Linked DNA regions of Mus musculus: all the other regions are linked to region 3. Evidence: chromatin contacts called from public Hi-C data. All regions are on one chromosome and are shown on one strand. Each heading gives the region's core, a stretch centred on a gene start, on an enhancer-like site or on the middle of the called end of the contact. The rest is flanking DNA. Distances are from core to core; before and after follow the strand shown.

Region 1 (3,044 bases), core at 408-2,907, 180 kb before region 3:
TTTTATTTAACATCGAAAGGAATGATCTAGAATGGCCACCTATAGTCTATAATTGTCCATATACAATACAATTTTTCAAAGTAAAAAAAGTAAAAATAAAAGGACGTGCCGGTTGACATAGTGCTGTCCTTCCATGAGCAGGCCTTGCTTATGCCGAGCTACAACCATAGGCATTGCACAAGAATGGCTTCTCTGACAGATCTGTGTGTGGTTTCCATGTCAAGTTGCTATTTAAACCCTGGCTCTCCACCTTTCATTGCAGGGCCTGGATCCAAACCCTTTATTAGTTAACCTGATAAAACTCTCAGCATGCAACTAACTTTTCCAGGGACCGAATCACTAAACATTTGCTCAGCCACTGTGCTACTATTTGGCTGTTTTGCCATCTCAAGGGATCTTGGCTTATGGACAATTTAGAGCTATGAGAAAGCTGTCTATTATCACTGGAATGCTGGCCTCATTGTCTTAATCCTGAAACTTCTTCATAACTCTGCAAACTCACAAAACCTATCAAATAAACCACATTTTTAACATAAAGGAATTATTTCTTACCCATTTGCCAGGAGCTAGGTTACAAATAACTCTCACACTACTATAGGATAGATTTAGTGATGCCTCAGAATTTCCAACGCCTTTAAAGAAAACGTAAAGAGGTTTCCAGAATCAGAAAGGTTCAGACGACTCTTTTTGTTTTGTTTTGCTGTTGGTGATGGTGAGGAGGTTGATGCTGCTGCTGCTGATTGTGATGATGTTCCTTAATTATAGATGGTCATTCCTCCACCCAGAAAATTCTCTATTCGTATAATAACAGTGACATTTTGAAAAGAAAGGGAATTTTGTTAGACTACTTTTATGTCTGTAGACTTTGTATTACGAGGTTATGGAAAGTTTTTATGTAAGGTTTATTTCCAAATAATAATAATAATAATAAGTCAATACTTTTCCCTATGTAAGGCATTGAAAATGTTAGCAATGATCTAATAGAAGGTCACCAAATTGCTGGTTTTAAAGAGCTTATATGAGTATGAAAAGAAAGATATATCAAAAAGCCTGCTTCAAGCATCTCATTGTTAGGTGGCTTAGTGCTATTGTATTTTTTATTGTACTTGTTGATTAAAGTAGATTACAAACAGCTGACCTTTCATCCAGTCCTTAGCAAAACACTGAGTGAGATTTTACTACATTGGGGCCTCTAGGTTCACAGGTCACAAACATAGAGAACACAAGTGATCTGACCTTGAAGGATCATAAAATAACAAAAAACAAACAAACAAAAAAAACCCGCTTTGTTTTACAAATGAAGAAATGAATGCCCAGAAAAAGGAAAGAAAATTTGAAACAAGTCTTTCCCGGGAGTCTCTTCCTACACCCTCTATTTCTAGCTGCACAGAAATGGCAAAGGCTGTCCATCCTTGTGTTCTTGGAAGGACTGGAAAGACATTTGAATGATAGACATTCCCAGAGGATGCACGGGTTGTTGGCTTTGAAACGGCATAATTGTTCCTCTTCAGAACGGAATGGCAACTTTTTGTTCATCTGCTGAACTTTAGTTACCACAAAAATAACCTGTTTCCGCATGTCTTTAACTCATGCCGGTTGACAACAGCAGATGACTCATTGAGCAATGAATTTCGGCAGCTTCCGGATTGCCTGGCAGATTTTTATGGTGGCCTTTTTTATAGGGTCAAAGATCAGCCTTGTGTAACCCACTGGGGCCATTACTGGGTTTAAACTCTCTGGCAATTGCACTTGCTACATCATTCATTTAATTGGTTCAAGAAAAATGCCAAGGAGACAAAAGTCAACAACTGCTTTCTCGGTGTGCCTCATCCCACGCAGAAGGAAAAAAAAAAACAATGAGGAGGGTCCGCGAAGGAGGGTACCCAGGTAGATGGGGGAGGGGGCAGAGAGAGCGTTACCAGTAAGACTGCATAGTCCCCAGAACACAAGGAACCTCTCCCTTTCACAGCCACTTGTCAAAGCCTGCCCGTGCACTTAAACAAAAAGCTATAAAATAGGATTATTTGCATCATAATGTTGTAGAAGCCAAATGTGTTGCTTTCCTGGGAAGAGAAAGGCAGGCAGGAAATCACGTGGGCAGGTATTCACGGGCCAAGGAGCCTCCACTTCTCCAGATTCCCGAACACTCCTTTCATGGCACACTGCACGTCATCCGAGACCTGAAACGGGTCTTCCAAAGACCTTTTATGATGGAGACACTAAATTCCTGGTTGTGTTTCACTCCATTCTGGAGCATTCTCGCTAAACATACTGGCGTAACATCTTTTTCTCTTCAGTAAAACAAACAAACAAACAGTTGTCATAGAGGAAGATCCTGCCATCCTCCGTTATGTAAATTAATGCCTGGTCGGAAATACAAATCTTTTTTAGGCTGGGCTTACAAAGGATACCCGTTTCATTTCTTTTTATAATGCTTTAAAGTTGCCCCCCATGATGATTACCTTTTGAATTTTTTCTTCTTGACAACGATTATGGGGTCTGTCAAAGGAAAACAAAAGCAACAAGATAAGATCAATGGTGAAATCAGTCGAGAGAGTTTCAGGTCTCTGAAAAAATTTGTTCTCTTCCCCAACATCAGGCAGAATAAATCCACTGTCCAGTTCTTTACGTAGCTTGATGCAGTCAAAACGATGCAGAGCATCCTGGATGGGTAGGGATGCTCTGTCCAAACACGGGGTCAAAGGAATCCTTCTTAAAGGGTCCTTAGAAGGTCTGTAAGTAAAGTTTCACTTTTCATTTAAAGAAAGCATGAAGTTAAAACTACAGGGTTAAGGCAAATGTCTACCAAATCACAGGCTAAGAATATCTACAGTCACTCTCCTGGTAAAAGAATTTCTTTTACTTTATTTTTTAATTTCGTTTTTATTTTTAGATTTATGTATGTGCTGATTAACAACCTTTCTAACCCTAAAAGATGAAAAAAAAAAAAAAAAAAAGAAGAAGTATTCTCTTCCAGGTAACTACAACATGTATGAAACCAGAAGGGGGTGAACCATATGATCAATTTAAAATGTAAGAACAGG
Region 2 (3,015 bases), core at 253-2,752, 210 kb before region 3:
AGCTACTCCAGTGGGAATCAGTTAGAAGAAATCACTGTCCCACCTGCGTATTCAGTATGTACTGTGGTGGGGGTCTACTCTTGGTGGGTACCAATCCAAGAAAGCACAATTAGGAGAGTAAAGAATACTTGCCTCAGGAGAGGAAATCACCGAGATTATTTCCTAAGTAGCATTCTTAACCAAGGAAGAACATAGGGAGATTTTGACTGGGAAGAAAACACACTCACATAGGAAAGCAGAGGTAGGCAAAGTACTTATCACATTCAAGTTAAAGTGTACATTTCTGAGCATGCTCAATTGAAGGTCTTAGTTCAACAAGAGTATGTGTTTTGGGACGAGGGGCAAGAATTGTTCTTGCCACGTTCAGTTCAGTGCTATGAAAACATTTACTTAGGTCAGTTCCAAGAGTATGTCAGAGACTCGGTGACTCCATTTGGCTCTCTGCAAAATTCCCCAGAGTTGTAACTACACAGAGAGGGCAGACTCAACGTAAATGAAGAAATGTGTCTCCAACAGTGCCTGCCTTGCTTAGCTGCTAATGAGTAGAGGAGAGATTATTTCCCCATCAGGGAAATTAGAGGGGTTGGAGAGATGGCTCAGTGGTTAAGGGCACCTACTGCTCATCTTAGAGGACGAAAGTTCAATTCCCAGAACCACATGGCAGCTCGTAGTTCCAAAGAATGGCCTCTTCTGACCTCCTTGGTCAGCAGGCAAGCACATGGTGCGAATATATACTTGCAAGTCAAACACTCATACAACACATAGAATAAAATAAATTATTTTTAAAAAGAGAAGAAACCCAAAGAAGAGAAGGGAATTCGTGGCAGACAGCTCTTGCTCACATTCATTTATCACATTTCACTTTTGTCTTGGTGTTTCCTCTTTGTGCCTCCCAGGATAGGAACTCAGCCTTCTCCTCTTTCATATAATGAATGATCCATGCAGAATTAGGAATGAATAATCTCTGATACCCTGGCTTATCCACTGATATTTGTTGACAGACTCCAGAGGGACAACACTTCTCACCCTGATGCTTAGCAGCTCTAACCTGTGCTCTCACACTATAACAGAGGGGACATGTGCCGTATTTGAACCTTGTTGACAGTTTTGGATGGTGTCCGGGATTAATTCCAAGGCTTTCTTCACACTCGGCAAGCACCCGACCAGTGACCTACATCGTCAGCCCTCTTGGATTTCTTAATGAATTCAAATCGATAGAATAAATCTTGGTTATTCAAAATAGTCCCAGAATTGAGGCCCATGATGTACAAATGCATTAACCTCTTAACCTTAACCTTAACCTCTGTGTCAAACTCACACACCCGTTCAGCTTCTCAGATGATAATCCTCAGGCTGATATTTTACTTAGTTCATGGGGAGTACAGAAAAAGAAATAATAAGAAAAACAGCGCCAGGAGGTTGGAAACAGTCTCTAAACACAATGAATTAACTAAATATAGCAAAAGCGCCTGGGCGTCTCCATGGTTACAGTCAAAAACAGAAACAGGATTGACTGGCTTGGGAAGGCCTTTTCACTACCAGGAACACTCACTGACAACATCGATGACTGTTCAAGCCCCTGGTGCTGGATGGTTGGTTTCACCCAATTTCCAGCTTATTCTAAGTCATACTTGGCCCTACGATAATGACTGCATCGCTGAGATGAATAAATGCCCACCTTGTTCACAGGGGGCGGGGGAAGGAGGCCTTTTATGATTCATTAATAGAATTTCGGCAGTTCAGGATTTAGATCTGAGTTATGACTAAGAGGTATTCTGATACTTCTTTAAGAAGTACTGTCATAGAGACCAAGGATTACAGTCGGGTTCTTGCCAATGAACTAGCAGTGCATTTTTGGCCCTACATGGTATCACATAAAGGTTAGGCATCAAGAGTGCACCAAGCACAAGACTGAGCTTCGGACTCTAAATTTACTTACCAGCCTAGAACTTACCCGGGAATCCATCATTCTGGTCCCTTCAATAAACCAATAAATGTTTCACATGAAGCTTGCATATCTACCCTTATGCTCTGTATCACCAAGAAATATGTCTGTCACATGGCACAGTTTTTTACATATTGAATTGATGATACTCTATTCTCAAGTGTGTGGGGCGGGGAGGCAGTGTTTGCTAGCAAGAGCTTCACATTAATGTTACATATGGTTTGCTCCTATTTCGAAGGGTATGACAATTTGGAAATGTTGGAAATTTTAAATTCAAATCTTACTTATAACTAGGATAGTATACTACTATTTTGCATGTCTACATCAAAATTACTCCTTTTCCATGACAGAGAAAACTTTTAAACTTCATTTTAAAAATCACTTGAAAGACAGGCCAGCATGAAGGTTCAGTATGTAAAGGCATTTGCTGTCATGGTTGGTAACCTGAATTTGATCCCTAGGACTCTAGCTTAAGTATATACATGTGTACACATGCACACACACACACACACACACACACACACACACACACACACACAACCTAAGTGTGATCTCTGGGTTTTTGGCATGTACACACACACAAATATAATTACATTTTTTTTAAATGAACAAAAGTTAGCTCTCATGTGTCCAATCCTGGGTTTATAGGTTGGCTGCAGTCTGATGGAAAGAGACCATCAACTACCCTGAGACTATTTCTGCATTGCTTCTGTAATATGCAGCCTCTTTGTGAACCTGTTTGGCAAAGCTGAATTGTTCTTGCTGCAGCTGCAGATTACCTGCGGTTTCGAGTGAACTACTGTGTGTGCATTGTTTATTTGATCCCCTCTTCCTGTTGAAAAAACAGCTGGAGAACAGACATCCTGCTGCTCAGAGCCTCAGGCCTTGGGATATTAATAGGAGGCCACAGAAAGCATCCACATGACTTCACCTGTGGCATGAACGGCTAAAGGGACGGAACTCATCAGGGGGACCTGATTTAAAACATGAGCTGGCAGTTTGTAGTCCATATGTCTTCAAATCCCAATAACTGCCATTTGCCAAAAAAAAAAAAAAAAAGGCTCCATCAC
Region 3 (2,855 bases), core at 125-2,624:
AGTACCCAGACAGATACTGCAGAGTACCCAGACAGATACTGCAGAGTACCCAGACAGATACTGCAGAGTACCCAGACAGATACTGCAGAGCACCCAGACAGATACTGCAGAGCACCCAGACAGATACTGCAGAGTACCCAGACAGATACTGCAGAGTACCCAGACAGATACTGCAGAGTACCCAGACAGATACTGCAGAGTACCCAGACAGATACTGCAGAGTACCCAGACAGATACTGCAGAGTACCCAGACAGATACTGCAGAGCACCCAGACAGACACCTCAGAGCCACCCAGACAGACACCTCAGAGCACCCAGACAGACACTGCAGAGCCACCCAGACAGACACTGCAGAGCCACCTAAACAGTGCTTGAAAACACACCAACCTGCCCGTTTACTGTAAGCCAACAACATATTTGGTTTTTAGAAATCATATGTGCTAAACTTACAAATCAAATGCAGCCTTATTCGCTGTAGCAAAGTTTAAAAACCTTAAAGAGAACCTGACCTTCTCCAAATGACGCCGTGAGTAAGCCTGGGGACGTAGTACAGGGAGAGGGAAGGAAGGCTGGGTGCCAGCGCCCCGTGACTTACGGGCGCTCCTGCATTATTCTTAAAACTATTTATTTATATTATCTGTGTGGACGTTTACGCTGCATGCAGAAGAAGATGGGTGCCCTGGAACGGGAGTTACAGATAGTTGTTAGTGGTCAATGTGGGTGCTGGGAATTGAACTCGGGTACTTTGGAAGAGAAACCAGTGCTCTTAACATACTCTCCAGCCTGCACGTGCATCTAAAGCTGTCAAAGTTGTACATTTTGGCTGAGGGACATTTGAATTTGCAGACACTGTGTTCTTTCAAATAAGTCCTTCCAAATCTTTGCTTACATAAGCAGTTAGGAACTGAAATAACTCTGAACTAGTTACACAATGTTGTCTAGTAACCAGGATGTACTGTTGCCACAACACCCGTGGAAATATTCTGTCTGCAAGTCTACTCTCCCTGTGTCCGCAGATGTGTCAACACAACATTGCTTTATAGGTAGTATGTACCATATGGTCCATGAAAGTGGGCAACGGCTCTCTTCCCTCAAACAGGCTGATGTAAAAAATCTTTTGCAAAAGAGAAACCAAGCGTGCTCTGCTGAGAAATGTGACTCTAAATGACATTTAGCAGGGCACTCCCCAAAGTCACAGAAAAGGCAGAGAATTTCCTTCCCCTGGTTCCAGAACCTAAGACAAGAAAACTATGATTATTTTTCTGTCCTTGGCTCTTTGTCAAAATGAGGTTGAGGCAGAAGATATTCCCAGCTGCCCTGAGATTATGCAAGGCTACACCTTACTGTCCCCTGGGAGAGGAGATAGGGAATCCCACAGCTGACATCCAATCTGTCAGGAAATCCTCTTGGCTCTGCCTTCAAAATATCTTCAGAAGCCTGCCATCTCTGACCCTCCCTTGCTCCTGCCTGTGTCAAGCCACTACTGCCTGAAGTCCATTAGTTCCTTAGTTTTCTAGGTCCTTGCCCCCAGTGCCACTGCGGCACTTACTCAGGCGGCACCTGCCATGTGACAGGTGTCTTGACCACACTCCTGCAGCCTCTCGCTATTGCCCAGAGTGCTTTTCTGCACTTTTGCAGCGTTTTTGATCCACTATCCTAAAAAGACTCTGTTTTTAACTGAGACTTCCCTGTTTCTCTGAGTGGGATGTAGAATTGAACTTTTCTGGACAGGTTTTAATTTATTGCTTCCTTTTCATTTCTTTAAAGCTGAGAATGGGGAATGACCACGGAGCAGTTCCTCAAGAAATACTTATTGCGGGAGGGACATGGACGCATATGAGAGCGAAGCCTGGCAGGATTCGGCCATATCTGCCACCTGTTGGTAAGGCAATGTAAAGGCCCCAATGTGCCACCTGTGAAGGAAAAAGGCTAAGGCAAGACAATCTCCAAGCCAGCTCAGGGAGGGAGGAACAAGGAGAGACCGTATGCGGGTGGGGGTGGGGAGACAGGATGCAAGGAGGAGGGATCAGAAGTAGATTACTGTGCATTTTATTATCATGGTGCACATTTTCAAAAAATTTTAAAGGAACATACTTGCATTCTTACCTGAAATATTCCAGTTTGAAAACACACAAACAAACTACAATAACAAATCCTACCCATCTCTGCTCAGGCTAACGGCTGATTTCTCTGGGAAAAGTCTTCTATTGCCTTCTCTAGGTGACTGATCATCTCTTTGGGAACACTGCCCCCACCAACATTTCCGTGACAATTCCCCATACAGGACATGAGGGGAACTCTCCAGCTGACATGTGTTCCGTCCACTGCTGTCTTCCTTCCCCTGCCCAGGGTGGGCGCTGTTGGGCCTTCTCACGGGAGCAACTTGCTGTGCTTCTCTGGGCGGCCTGTCTTTATTTTGGCTAATGGTTTAAAGAACTGCACATTCTGGGATTTTTTTCCCCCTATAATGTAACTTGAAAGTCTCAGTTTATTATAAATAACTAATTTGACCTGAATGCTGTCTCTAACTCTAAAGAAAGGCATAGTTATATTTGCACTATGCATTGTGCTCAGGATTGAGATAAGGAATCCAGTGTTTTAGCAATCCACAGAACGACGGTGAGAGTTCTGACTTCAGTTTCTTCATCTACTTTTAGGACAAATAATAAAATGAATACAGTAGGCTAAGTTGTGGGTGGTGGCGCACACCTTTAATCCCAGCACTTATGAGGCAGAGGCAGAGGGATTTCTGAGCTATAGGCCAGCCTGGACTACAGAGAGAGTTCCAGGGCAGCCAGGGCTATACAGAAAAGCCCTGTCTCAAAAGACAAAACAAAACCAAAACCCCCCAAACA

What was found. Hi-C and Micro-C count contacts between places; a contact is called where the count stands out from the background.
Region 1: a contact with region 3 is called in a Hi-C map of liver, with 4 times the contacts expected there. The contact joins two enhancer-like sites. A contact is called at or near these places in 4 of 484 Hi-C or Micro-C datasets (cranial neural crest, liver, nephron progenitors and 1 more) and 1 of 9 other capture datasets (adipose tissue).
Region 2: a Hi-C map of cortical neurons shows a contact between it and region 3, with 4 times the contacts expected there. The contact joins two enhancer-like sites. A contact is called at or near these places in 5 of 484 Hi-C or Micro-C datasets (the N1E-115 cell line, cortical neurons, group 2 innate lymphoid cells and 1 more) and 2 of 9 other capture datasets (adipose tissue and liver).

What each region holds. Positions count from the first base shown.
Region 1 is chr10:99,352,679-99,355,722 of GRCm38.p6, reverse strand. No RefSeq gene overlaps it. Among named protein-coding and RNA genes, the nearest start is that of Gm34921, 83 kb to the right of the region's middle. Within about 2 kb of position 1,657, at least 74 of the 459 cell types and tissues checked have an H3K27ac peak or open chromatin away from gene starts, as enhancers often do. A contact at or near this core is called in adipose tissue and liver, where this site is marked.
Region 2 is chr10:99,375,113-99,378,127 of GRCm38.p6, reverse strand. No RefSeq gene overlaps it. Among named protein-coding and RNA genes, the nearest start is that of Gm34983, 83 kb to the left of the region's middle. Within about 2 kb of position 1,502, at least 25 of the 459 cell types and tissues checked have an H3K27ac peak or open chromatin away from gene starts, as enhancers often do. A contact at or near this core is called in cortical neurons, where this site is marked.
Region 3 is chr10:99,168,055-99,170,909 of GRCm38.p6, reverse strand. The region is part of intron 10 of Poc1b (POC1 centriolar protein B); the gene reads right to left. Among named protein-coding and RNA genes, the nearest start is that of Galnt4, 61 kb to the right of the region's middle. Within about 2 kb of position 1,374, at least 79 of the 459 cell types and tissues checked have an H3K27ac peak or open chromatin away from gene starts, as enhancers often do. A contact at or near this core is called in adipose tissue, cortical neurons and liver, where this site is marked.